2 separate regions of the Sus scrofa genome follow, and region 1 is linked to region 2. A link is a contact called in public Hi-C data. All regions are on one chromosome and are shown on one strand. The core of a region is the stretch at or near the end of the contact, and the rest is flanking DNA. Distances in the headings are between cores, read along the strand shown.

The links. A called contact is a pair of places that touch in the nucleus more often than the background predicts.
Region 1: a contact with region 2 is called in a Hi-C map of blood, with 4 times the contacts expected there. The contact joins two enhancer-like sites. A contact is called at or near these places in 6 of 47 Hi-C or Micro-C datasets (blood, embryonic fibroblasts, heart right ventricle and 3 more) and 1 of 2 datasets of contacts at active chromatin or transcription factors (alveolar macrophages).

The regions. Positions count from the first base shown.
Region 1 is chr8:130,788,246-130,794,612 of Sscrofa11.1, reverse strand. It overlaps LOC110261965 (junctophilin-2-like), which reads right to left. Exons shown (of 3, transcript XM_021100554.1): 3 at 4,144-4,504. The coding sequence ends at 4,380. Among named protein-coding and RNA genes, the nearest start is that of PPM1K, 43 kb to the right of the region's middle. Within about 2 kb of position 4,737, at least 14 of the 83 cell types and tissues checked have an H3K27ac peak or open chromatin away from gene starts, as enhancers often do. A contact at or near this core is called in retroperitoneal adipose tissue, where this site is marked.
Region 2 is chr8:130,641,953-130,648,321 of Sscrofa11.1, reverse strand. All of the region lies in intron 8 of HERC6 (probable E3 ubiquitin-protein ligase HERC6), which reads left to right. Among named protein-coding and RNA genes, the nearest start is that of HERC6, 20 kb to the left of the region's middle. Within about 2 kb of position 1,856, at least 16 of the 83 cell types and tissues checked have an H3K27ac peak or open chromatin away from gene starts, as enhancers often do. A contact at or near this core is called in retroperitoneal adipose tissue, where this site is marked.

The sequences.
Region 1 (6,367 bases), core at 3,488-5,987, 140 kb before region 2:
ATGAGAGAGATGGGATGAGGTTGGGGAGAGACACAGGGGGCAGATCACATAGGCACCTGTACCCACAAGGAGGACCTGATTTATTCCCCCTCAGCCCGACTCACCCAACATCCATCACGGACCTGCTAGGCATTAGGGGCTGGGACCACAGAGGAAGGCTCAGTCCTCAGCTCCCTGGAGCTTTGATGAAGAGAAGAGGCATAAGGTAAGGGGTCTGAATACAATATCACTTTTCCTTTCTGAGTTACATCGTGAGCTCCCTTCCATCACCTGAACCACGGTATCCCTGCTCGGAGCTTTCTGCTCCTGCCTTTGTTTGAGCCTTTGTTAATTCTCTCAGGATGACTGCAGCTGTCTATTCAAACAGCTCTCTGCCTCTAGTCTCACCTTCCAAACTGGCCTCCACACTGCAGCAGGAGACACTTCTAAAATCTCGAGAGTTCCCATTGTGGCTCAGTGGAAAACAAACCCCACTGGTATCCATGAGGATGCGGGTTCCATCCCTGGCCTCGCTCAGCGGGTTAAGGATCCGGCACTGCAGTGAACTGCGCTTTAGGTTGCCGACTCGGCTCAGATCCTGCATTGCTGTGGCTGTGGTGTAGGCTGGCAGCTGTAGCTTTAATTTGACCCCTAGCCTGGGAACCTCCATATGTCATAGGTGCAGCCCTGAAAAACAAAACAAAACAAAACAAAATGCAAATCTGATTGGATTCCGCAGCTTCCAACTCTGTCGATGGCTTTCATCACTGTCAGAATTAAGTCCAAGCTTTTAAGATGATACATAAAGCCCTGCGTGACCAGGTCATCATCTACTGTCTCTCCCCTCAGTGGAAAGAGCTAGCTCACAGCCCAGGACATCTACTCACACACACATAGGAACATGCTTAACTTATGATTAAGCCCTGGGGAACATCTACATCAAAAAAGAACATTCGATACCTGTGTGAATTCTTCATGGTGGTGTTAAAGTGTAATTATGAATTGAGCAAGGCTCAGTAACAATAACAGCAAACACAGAGAGGGATAGTCTGTGCCTGGCACTGTTAAGTCATTTCATCCTCACACACACCACATGAGGTAGATGGTATCATTGTTCCCATTTTACAGATTAGGAAACAAAGGCACAGACTGTTTAACTTCCTCAGGAGAGTAGAGCTTATATGTGTGATGGCATCAATACTCAAACCCAGGAATTCTGCCCCTATACTCTGCGTTATTAAGCCCACAAAGCCTGTTCACTAAACCATAAATACGTTATATTAAAATACTGACTGAAGCCGTGCCTGTAGTCTAAAGGCATGGTTGCTGGATGGTAGCATTAAAATTACCTGGGAGCTGTCAGATTCTCAAATTCTCAGGCCTGGGCCCTGGCCTACTGAATCAGACTGCTGGAGAGGGGCCCAGAAATCTGAGTTTTAGTAAGTTCCTCAGGTGATTTTTTTTTTTTTTCGCCATTCCCACAGCATATAAAAGTTCCCGGGTCACAGATGGAAACCCACACCACAGCTGTGACAACGCTGGATCCTTAACTACTAGGCCATCAGGAAACTCCTCCGTAGGAGATTTTTAATCATAACAAAGCTTGAGAAACCCCGCTCTCAAATATTTATTCTTGGGGAGTAAAGGCCTTAATGGATGCAAAGGTTATGACGAACGCGTGAATAATGCTGCCCAAAGAAACAGAATTAGGATCCTTTTTAATGCACAAAGGTTTCAAACTTTGACATAAAAAGCAAACAAATGCCAGAAGAGAACAGTAAGGGTTGTCACAGGTCTGAGGAGGATGCTTGAGAGGATGAAGAAAAGTACAGGAGAAACCTGAACTTAGCGCAAACAGGCAACTTAAACCCGGCTAACTAGCAGTCTGACATTTCACAGGCTGCTTAACCAGAGCCTCAGGTGCTTCACTGACGGGTTAAAATAATACTCCTCTTGACCTGTACCCCTTGATGAGGGAGAAAAATCAAGCAGGGTCACGATGCTTTGCACGCAAGGATGGAGTGGTTGACCGTTCCAGTTTCTGCTGTAATTCTTTTCTAAAGAATACACGCATTTGCCCTTCTACTCAGGTAGGATTCCGAGTCACCTGCAGTGATGTAAGAGAACTCGAGGGAAGGCTGCAGAAGCTACACAGCCAGAAGGAGGGGATGCTCTGGGCCTGAAAAGACAGCGAAGTGGCCTCACCTGAGAGAAGGGGCCCAAGCGCTGACTTCAGTGAGAGGAATACGATGATGTGATGACATGTCATCTGTACTTTACGGTTTCTGCTCCTACAAAGGTTCATGAAAACCTGAGACGGTTTAGGCTGACATTCAGCCCCGAGCACTTCTTACAGCCCACCAGGAGTTTGCTGTTACGCGGGCTATTTACAGTAGCTTCTGTTCTGACCGGTCAGTGTTTGTGCCACATCGGTTGTTAAATTTTTTTTTCTTTTTTGGCTGCCCCAGGGCATATGGAGTTCCTGGGCCAGGGATCAGATCCAGCTGCAGTTGTGACCTACACTGCAGCTTCAGCAACACCAGATCCTTTAACCCACTGTGCTGGGCCAGGGATCGAACCCGTATTCCGGCACTGCAGCGATGCCACCGATCCCGCTGCGCCACAGCAGGAACTCCAGGTTGTTAAAATTTTAAGTAACACCTCTATTATCCTCCATGACAGAAAAGAATGTTATATGAAGTTTATTTCAAACAGAAGGAACTCCCCTCTGTCTGGGATGGCTGAAAGGGTTCACCCAAGGCCTCACCAGGCTCGTTGACACCACTGACCTTTGATTACTGATTGTCCTTGACTCAGCCACAAATAGTTTCAGTACGTTCACTGAGACAACACAATTTTTATTTTTTATTATTTATTTATTTTTGCTTTTTAGGGCTGCACCCACAGCATATGGAGGTTCCCAGGCTAGGGGTCTAATCGGAGCTGTAGCCACCGGCCTACGCCACAGCCACAGCAACGCCAGATCCTTAACCCACTGAGCAAGGCCAGAGATTGAACCTGCAACCTCAGGTTCAATCAGATTCGTTTCTGTTGCACCACGATGGGAACTCCAAAACAACCCAATTTTTAATTGACTTATTCTGTCCCAAGCACATGGCTCTAGCTGAGGAAGACACAAGCTACTTTTGTAGAAAAACTCCCATGCCTGATGAATCCCATCAGGCTGCGGCTTCTTTTATTCATTTTGCAAAGCTGTGACTTCCTGGGCCACCTCTCTCCTCCTTCTCCCTTTCTCCTCCCGTGGCTGTTTTTTCCCACAGAACAGATACACTTCCCATCACTCTTTTATTTTTTCCCTCTTTGCTTGTCGCTTTTGGATTAAAAGTGGCTTTCAGAAAAACAGGGAGCATCTAGAACAGGGACGTACTCAAGTGAAAGAGCAGCACTCTCTCGGCCCTCTTTCCACAAGGTAAACAGACGGCCTACCTTCCTCACTTGAACTGACTTTCAATCGTGTCTTAGAGTCACATGCCTCACAATCTTTCCCCAAATGGCAGGAGGCAGACACCAGCTATTTTTCTAGATGCATAATTTTCACCTGAAGCGGAAATGTTCAAGTGACCACGGCTACACTAGCTGTGTTCAAGCTGAGGCATGAACGGCTCCTTAACCCCCCACATGATGAAAATACTTCTGGCTCCGCTCCAAGTGGCCCACGCGATCTAAGAGCAGCCCGACATCCTCTTCACGTGCGAGACGCGGCTTACCACAACTAGGAACTAGTTAACACAAACCCCAAACTCCAAGATGATCCATCACAGGAGGTACAACCAGGGCAGGGATGACGTCTGATTTTTCTCCCAGGCTCACTACATAAATCATGTGCCCAGCCAAATACCTTCATTCTGCCAGCATCCCCTGCCCCCTTCCCCCCCATAAAGCCATAAACCCAGAGGGTTTAAGCCCTTGTTACTCGCGTGTCACGGACCTGCAGCACCGAGGTCACCTTGGAACTCATCAGAAATGCAGAACCCCAGGCCCACCCCACACCTCCTGAATTCTGCTGCCTTTTAACAAGATCTCCAGGTGATTCATACTTATGGTCCAGCATGAGATGTGCCAATTTAACCAACCCACTTGTGAAAGCACACACCAAAAAAGAGTCAAGATTCTCAGTATGAACTTTAGGAAAAAACAACTCACCTCAGTTATGATCCGTGGCACTGGAAGGACAACAGCCCCCACCTTGCCAGCTTCCCCATAAAGACATCAACCAAGATCCACGTCTATTAAGGTCCAGGAGCTTCTCTTCATGACAGCTCTCCAGGCGCCAGAGAAAGCACCAGAGAGCAAACTTCTCGGGCCCAGGCCCTAGTCCAGCAGCTACCAGCAAGACAGAGGCTCTCCAAACAAGCTGGCCCTGGGGAGATGTCCAGGTCTCACAGCTCCCCGGGGTCCTTTTTTCTCCACCAAAAGCTGGTTATGACCAGATTTCCTTCTCGATCACTGGGCTTCACACGGATAACCAATGTCTGAAATCGGCTGGGATCCTTTTCCGGCGCTCCTGGCAAGGGGGTGGGAAAGGAAGACATTCACATGTCGGAGAGAGATTTTTATATCTTTCTCTTAGTGCAACAGAATCCTGACCCACAGTATCTCCAACTCTAACGGCAACTTCAGTAAAGATCAAAACCAGTTCTAGCAAATGGTTTTGCTCTGTGTAAACTTCCTGTCTTGGGCTGGAGATGACAAAACAGGGGTCTCCTCTCAAGCCCTGCCTTCTAGCAAGAGTACAAGCCGGAAGACAGCACAGATTTGGAGAGGAAGTGAAAGAATCCCCAGTACAGTCAGCATCAGGTTTCAGTGCAAAGACCCACTAGAGATTTGAAGGGGGAGCTGTATTTGAACCATGCTGTCCTGCTAATGTTCTCTTTGCTAAACCAGAAGTAGAATCGGAAGTTAAGTCTGTATTCAATAGGCAGGTTATAGTCTGAAAACATGAAGGATGTCAAGTGACAGAACAGGACATCTGCTAAGAGCTTCTGGCTCCACTCTTCACCAGCCTTGACAAGTTGTTTCATCCAAACCTCCCCAGCAGACAACGGAAGCAACCATAATGCCTTCCTTACAGAGCTGTCATGATGATAAAGCGAGATGAGTGAAATGCCCATTACTTTTCTTTTCTTTTTGGCTACATCCACAGCAAGTGGAAGTTCCTGGGCCAGGGATGGAACCTGAAACACAGCAGCAACCTGAGCTGCTGCAGTGACAACGGGGGATCCTTAACCCACTGTGCCACAGGGTAACTCTGAAGGGCTGATTACTGAACTTGCCTTGCTGTTCAGTTCTCTTTACAGTCACATCACTGTCCTGATTCTTCCTCCTCTTACGCCCACTGAGGCATGTATCAGGCGTTCAATATTGAATGAAGTGAAAGATGAAAAAATTTGGACATTGTTAAGAAGTTCTTTTTTCTGGGGGGGGGGCGCTTTTTAGGGCTGCACACATCTAGGTTCCCAGCCCAAGGGCTGAACCAGAGCTGTAGCTGCTGGCCTATACCACAGCCACAGCAACACAAGATCCGAGCCACCTCTGAGACCTAAACCACAGCTCACAGCAATGCCGGATCCTTAACCCACTGAGCAAGGCCAGGGATGAAACCCGCGTCCTCATGAATGCTAGTCGGGTTCGTTAACCACTGAGCCACAATGGGAACGCCTTTATCATTCTTTATTGTGGTAAAATATACATAAAATAACTTTTGTCGTTTAAGCCTTTTGTTTTTTTCGCTGTGCCTGCAGCATACAAAAATTCCCGGGCCTGGGATCAAACATGCATGACAGCAGTGACAATGCCAGATTCTTAACCTGCTAGGCCACTAGGGAACTCCGATTTTAGTCATTTTTAAGTGTCTGATTCAGTGGCATTAATTATATTCACAATGTTATGTGGCCATCACCACCAGCCCTTTCTAAAACTTTTTCGTCACCCCAAAAAGAAACTCTAATCATTAAGAAGTAACTCCTCCAGGGTTTTTTTAAAAATGTGAGGATCACTTTTTAATTTAGGGGGATCCCTTTTCCCTCATGGTTGCACTTTAAGTACCCCGAAGAGAAAATACATAACACCAAGAATAACATAGATAGCTTTTTAAAATAAATCTGCATTTTAATCTTATAACACAACAAATCTCTGCACATCTGAAATAAGTGTGACAGTATTCTTTTTCTTTTTTTGCTTTTGAGGGCTGCACCTGTGGCATATGGAGGTTCCCAGGCTAGGGGTCAAATCAGAGCTACAGCTGCCGGCCTACACCACAGCCACAACAACACGGGATCCAAGCCTCATTTGCAACCTACACCACAGCTCATGGCAATGCTGATCCTTAACCCACTGAGTGAGGCCAGGGATCAACCTGCATCCTCAC
Region 2 (6,369 bases), core at 607-3,106:
CCGACTAGGAACCGTGAGGTTGTGGGTTCGATCGCTGGCCTCGCTCAGTGGGTTAAGGATCTGGTGTTGCCGTGAGCTGTGGTGCAGGTCTCAGAGGTGGCTCGGATCTTGTGTTGCTGTGGCTCTGGCGGAGGCCAGTGGCTACAGCTCCGATTCGACCCCTAGCCTGGGAACCTCCATATGCCGCGGGAGCGGCCCAAGAAATGGCAAAAAGACAAAATAATAATAATAATAATAAAACACAGAAGTTCCTGCTGTTGCACGTGAGGCAAGGATCCAGCACTGGCACTGCGGTGGCTTAGGCCGCCGCAGAGGTGCAGGTGAGCTTGTGATTCTCACTCACTTCCTCGTTTGGCTTCCTAACCGATACCGATGGTGATGATAATAATGATTAGTGGTGGTTGCCGGTGAGAAGCCACCAAAGTCCTCTAAATGAATCAACACATTTAATCCTCGTGTCAGCTCCAATTGCCATTAAATTCTGCATTTTACAGAAAAAACACTACGTCTCAGGGAGGTGGACTCACCCAGAGTTTCACTGCTAAGAAGCAGCAGAGCTGGTTTCAGACCTCAGCAATCCAGCTCCAAAGCTCACCCCATTACCCACCATGTTCTAGTGCCCTCTTAATTATTAACAGAGAGGATTTTATTTTTATATTTCTGGGTGACTTCCGAAATGTTTGTAGGGAGACAAAAGTATACATACTTATTTTTGTAATTTGAACTTTCTTCTATTATTGGGAATGTTTTAAACTTGACATCCATATGGACTCTTACCGTGTGCCCTGGGACAGAAGATGGTCAGAAGCCAAGGTCTCTGGGCTCTGGGGAGAGTCAGGAGACTGTGCTTGGTTGCTCTCTTACAGGCAGCACGTCAGCAAAGGCCTCCTGTCTCAGGCTCTGCTCAGGGTGCTTGTGGTAACGTGACTAATACCCTCAAGCTTATCTTCATTCATGACATTTGGATTCTATATGGAAAGACAGGCAAGAAACACAAAATGCAAAATAAATACGATTGTATTAGAGTGTGGCGAGTGCTCCAAAGACAAAAAAGGAACCATTTGAGACTGATGAGGTGGGCGCCTTTAGAAACGTCAGTCAAGGAAGACGTCCTGGAGGCGGTGACATTTGAGCTGAGATCTTGGCCGTGATCCAGAGAAAGAGTGTTCCAGGTGGAGGGAACCGCACAGAGAAAGGCCCTGGGGCAAGAAGAAGTGTAGCGTGCGGGAGGGGCAGAAGGGGAGCCAGTCTGGCAGAGCATAGTCCGGAAGGGTGAAGAGCTGTGTGAGGCGGAGCCACGTGGGAGAAGACTTTGGAGAAGAGATCCAGAGTTTTAGTTGCGTGTCCAAATCTGGATCCAGGGCTAGCACTGGAATGCACACCTGTGGTTATTCAGCATGGTGACGCAGCGGCTTAAGGATCTGGTGTTGTCACTGCTGTGGCTCGGGTTGCTGCTGTGGCTCAGGTTTGATCCCTGGCCTGGGAATTTCCGTGTGCCACGGGCGCAGCCAAAAAAACCCAAATGAAATAAATAAACTTCAGATGGTATTTGAAGTCAGGGTCCTGGATAGAGAGTCACCTTACCTAGAGTGCGAGTAGAAAGGAGAAGAGAAAAGGGACAGAATCCTTGAGGGACTTCTCCACTAGGAGGCCAGACAGTGAGGAGGGGTCAGGAGAAGAACCGAGAAGCACCAGTTTCTGCGGTGGGGGAAAACCAGGAGAGGGTGGCGCGTGGAGACAGGAGATGACTGTGTTCTAGAAAGAGGAAGTAGCCAAACCTTTGACCTCCTGCAGAGAGGTCAAGTGAGACAAGCCCAGAGCTTGCTATTGTTTTGTCAAGGCTGAGTCATCACGGGGGAGAGAGGGTGCCACCTGCCTGAGGGCGACGGCCGAGACTAGAGCGGGGTAAGAGGCCACAAGGACTGTGACAGCTCCGAGCAGTTCTGTTGTGCGGGGAGGAGAGGACCGTGGGAGGGTTTTGTGGGTGTTTAGAGAGGCGGTCTGAAGGCATGTCCGTATGCCAGGGAGAAGGATCCGACGCAGGAGAGCAAAGCAATGATGCATGAGAAAGAGTGAATCGTGGCAGAGTCAGAGAAAAGGGAGCGAGGTCCAGCGTAGAAGGGAGGGCTTCGGACAGAAATGCTCATTCAGTTCTGGGGAACAGGGGAGCGAGGGGAGGCAGACTGTGGGAACCTGGTCAGCTCTTGCTGGGTTGCTTCGGTTTTCTCAGTGATGCCCAAGGCACGGTCCTCATCTGAAAGTGAACGATGTGGAGGAGAACTGGTACAGATTGAGGAGTAAAAGGAAGAGGAGCCGTAGTGTCTCTGCGTGAGAGAGAAAACACTGGGGGAGATTCCCGGACGGGAGAGAGTGCCCATTTGAAACTGGGGGTTGGAGACTTATGGTGCAATCAGTCAAGCCTAGTTGTTTGGTTTTTTTCCCTTTGATGTCAAGCTGCTTGGATTCCCTTGGCGTAGTTCGGAGCTGAGGTTAATTACACATGGATTTTTGCTGGGTAAATACGATAGGAAAGGGGCAGAAGACTTAGAGGTATTTGCAAAGGGCCACAGAATCTAAGCTGGGTAAGAACGACATGAGGAGGGTGACGAATAATGAACAAACTATGGTCAATGGATTGGAGAGCCCAGGGGCCTCAAAGAACTTCGGAGTGGGTTCAGCTATAACGTGTTCTAGTCTGCTCAGGCTGCTATAACAAGACACTATGGATTTGATGGGTTATAAACAGAAATTTATTTCTCACAGTGTTTGGAGGCTAGGAAGTCCAGAATGAAGATGCCAGCGTGTTTGATGAATGATGAGGTCCTGCTTTCTGATTTGTAGATAGCTGTCTTCTCAGTGTTCCTCACATGGTGGAAAGGGCTTAAGAGTTCTCTGGGGGAGTTCCTGTCACCGTGGCGCAGCAGCAACGAATCTGACTAGGAACCATGAGGCGGCGGGTTCAGTCTCTGGCCTCGCTCCGTGGGTTAAGGATCCAGCATTGCCGTGAGCTGTGATGTAGGTCACAGCCGCAGCTTGGATCCTGGGTTGCTATGGTTCTGGCGTAGGCCGGTGGCTACTGCTCTCATTGGACCCCTAGCCTGGGAACCTCCATAGGCCGCGGGTGCAGGCCCAGAAAGACAAAAGACAAAAAAGAAATTTTTTTTTAAAGTTAGACTGGGAATTCTACTCTAAAGTAAATGAATTGGAAAGACGGTATATGACGATTACAGAGGAAAATGTTTCTAACAGAAATTTAGTAGGTGGAACGATTATTGATGATTTCAAAGTACAGGATATCATGTGTATTTGAGGCAGAAAGTTTTAAATTAGGATGGTCCCCCTCCCCCCGCCCCCGGAAACATTTGGCACTGTCTGTGTGTGGTCCTTTTAGTTTGTTCTGAGGAGGGGAATATGCATTAGGGTGGCTGCTACTGCCATCTGGTGGCTAGAGGCCAGGGATGCTGCTAAACATCCTACCATGCACAAGACTGACCTGCACAACGAAGAATTATCTGATGTAAAATATCAACTGCATCCATTTAGAAACCCTGATTCAGTGGAGTTCCCGTCATGGCTCAGTGGTTAACAAATCTGACTAGGAACCATGAGGCTGTGGGTTTGATCCCTGGCTTCGCTCAGTGGGTTAAGGATCCAGCGTTGCCCTGAGGTCACAGACGAGGCTCGGATCCGGCGTGGCTGTGGCTGTGGCGTAGGCTGGTGGCTACAGCTCCGATTAGACCCCCTAGCCTGGGAACCTCTATATGCCACAGGTGCAGCCCTAGAAAAGGCAAAAATACAAAAAAAAAAAAAAGAAAAGAAAAGAAAGAAAGAAACCCTGATTCAAGGCCTGGGCGGCTGAGGGAGAGCAGAGGAAAAGAGTGGAGATGAGATCAAGAATTGACAGACCACTTCTCATTCCTTGCTCTATGCATCCATCCCTCCTGAGTTCTTTGATCATCTTTGGGATCATTACTGCGAGCTCTTTGTTGGGTAGGTTGCTTTTCTCCATGTCACTTAGTTCCTCTTCTGAGGTTTTATCTTGTTTCCTCATTTGAAACATATTCCTCTGTTGCTTCATATTGTCTAAATTGCTATTTATGCTGTTTTATGTATATGGTAGGTTGGTTATGGTTCTCAACTTTGGCGAAGTGGCCCTCGCCAAAAGGAGATATCCTGTGCATTCCAGCAGTTCACTCCCCTTTTACCACCCAACTGCTTGGGACAAGCCAGTCCCAGGGTAGTATAATATAATATGAAAAACAGTAATTGTGAGTGTGTCTAAAATACATTTGAAATTAAGAGATCAGCAACTTAAAGCAAGCACATATAAATAGAGACTTCTATTAAAAAAAGATCTCGTGGTAATTTCAAGACAAAAATCTTTAATAGATAAACACACCAAAAAGAGAAAGGAATCCAAACATAATGCTAAAGATCAAATCACAAGAGAAGAGAACAAAAGAAGGCAGGGGAAAAAAGACCTGCAAAACCCAATCCAAAACGATTAACAAAATGGCAGTGGAAGCATACTTATCAATAATTACCTTAAACGTGAATGGACTAAATGTTCCAAGCAAAAGACCCAGACTGGATACAGTGGACGCAAAACAAGACTTGTATGTGTCCTGCCAGAAGAGATTCACTTCAGTTCTAGAGACACATACAGATGACAAGTGAGGAGATGGAAAAAGATATTTCATGCAAATAGAAATCAAAAGAAAGCTTGAGTAGCAGTACTTATATCAAAATAGACTTTGAAATAAATACTGTTACAAAAGACAAAGAAGGAGACTACATAATGATCAAAGAATGCACCCAAGACGAAGATATAACAATTGTAAATATATGTTCACCCAATATAGGGTTACCTCAATATATAAGGCAAGTGTTAACATACATAAAAGGAGAAATTGACATAACAGTGGGGGACTTTAAAATCCTACTCACTTCAATGGACAGATCATTCACACAGAAAATTAATAAGGAAACACAATCCTTAAATGTCACACTAGACCAGATGCACTTGATATTTATAGAGCATTCCATCAAAAAGCAGCAGAATACATATTCTTTTTGAGTTCACATGGAACATTCTTCCAGATAGGTCACTTGCTGGGCCACAAAGCAAGCCTCAGTAAATTAAAGAACACTAAAGTCATATCAAGCACCTTTTCTAATCATAATGCTATGAAGCTAGAAGCCAACAAGAAAAAAAAAAAAAAAAAAACTGCAAAAAACACAAACACGTGGAGGCTAAACAATATCCCACTAAATAAACAATGGATCTGAAGAAATCAAAGAGCAAACTTAAAAAAATACCTAGAGATAAATGAACACTAAATCATTATTGTCTGAAGCCTATGCAGCAAAAGCAGTTCTAAGAGGCAATTTTATAGCGAAAGAAGGTTACCTCAGGAAACAAGAAAAACCTCGGGAGTTCCCATCATGGCGCATTGGTTAACGAACCCGACTAGGAACCATGAGGTTGTGGGCTCAGTCCCTGCCCTTGCTCAGTAGGTTAAGGACCCGGTGTTGCCGTGAGCTGTGGTGTAGGTCACAGACTCGGCTCAGATCCCACGTTGCTGTGGCTCTGGCGTAGGCCGGCGTCTACAGCTCTGATTAGACCCCTAGCCTGGGAACCTCCCATATGCCGTGGAAGTGGCCCAAGAAATGGCAAAAAGACGAAAAAAAAAAAAAAAAAAAAAGAAAAGGAAAACCTCAAATAAACAACCTTACCTTATCCCTAAAGCAACCAGAGAAAGAAGAACAAACCCAAAGCTAGTAGAAGGGAAGAAATCATAAAGATCAGAGCAGAAATAAATGAAATATAGACAAAAAAATAAAAGCAATAGAAAGGACCAATGAAAATAAAGGCTGGGTCTTTGAAAAGATAAACAGCATTGATAAACCTTAGCCAGACTCATCAAGAAGAGAGGGCCCAAATCAATAAAATCAGAAATGAAAAAGTTGGAGTTCCCGTCATGGCGCAGTAGTTAACGAATCCAACTAGGAACCATGAGGTTGTAGGTTCGATCCCTGGCCTTGCTCAGTGGGTTAAGGATCCAGCGTTGCCGTGAGCTGTGGTGTAGGTCACAGACGGGGCTCGGATCCTGCGTTGCTGTGGCTCTGGCGTAGGCTGGCAGCTACAGCTCCGATTCGACCCCTAGCCTGGGAACCTCCATATGTCGGGAGAGTGGCCCAAGAAATGGCAAAAAGACAAAAAGACAAAAAAAAAAAAAAAAAATGAAAAAGTTGTGACTGATACCACAGAAGTACAGAGGATCATAGAGACTACTATGAGCAACTAAACACAAATAAAATGGACAACCTAGAAGAAATGGCCAAACTCTTAGAAAGGTACAATCTCCC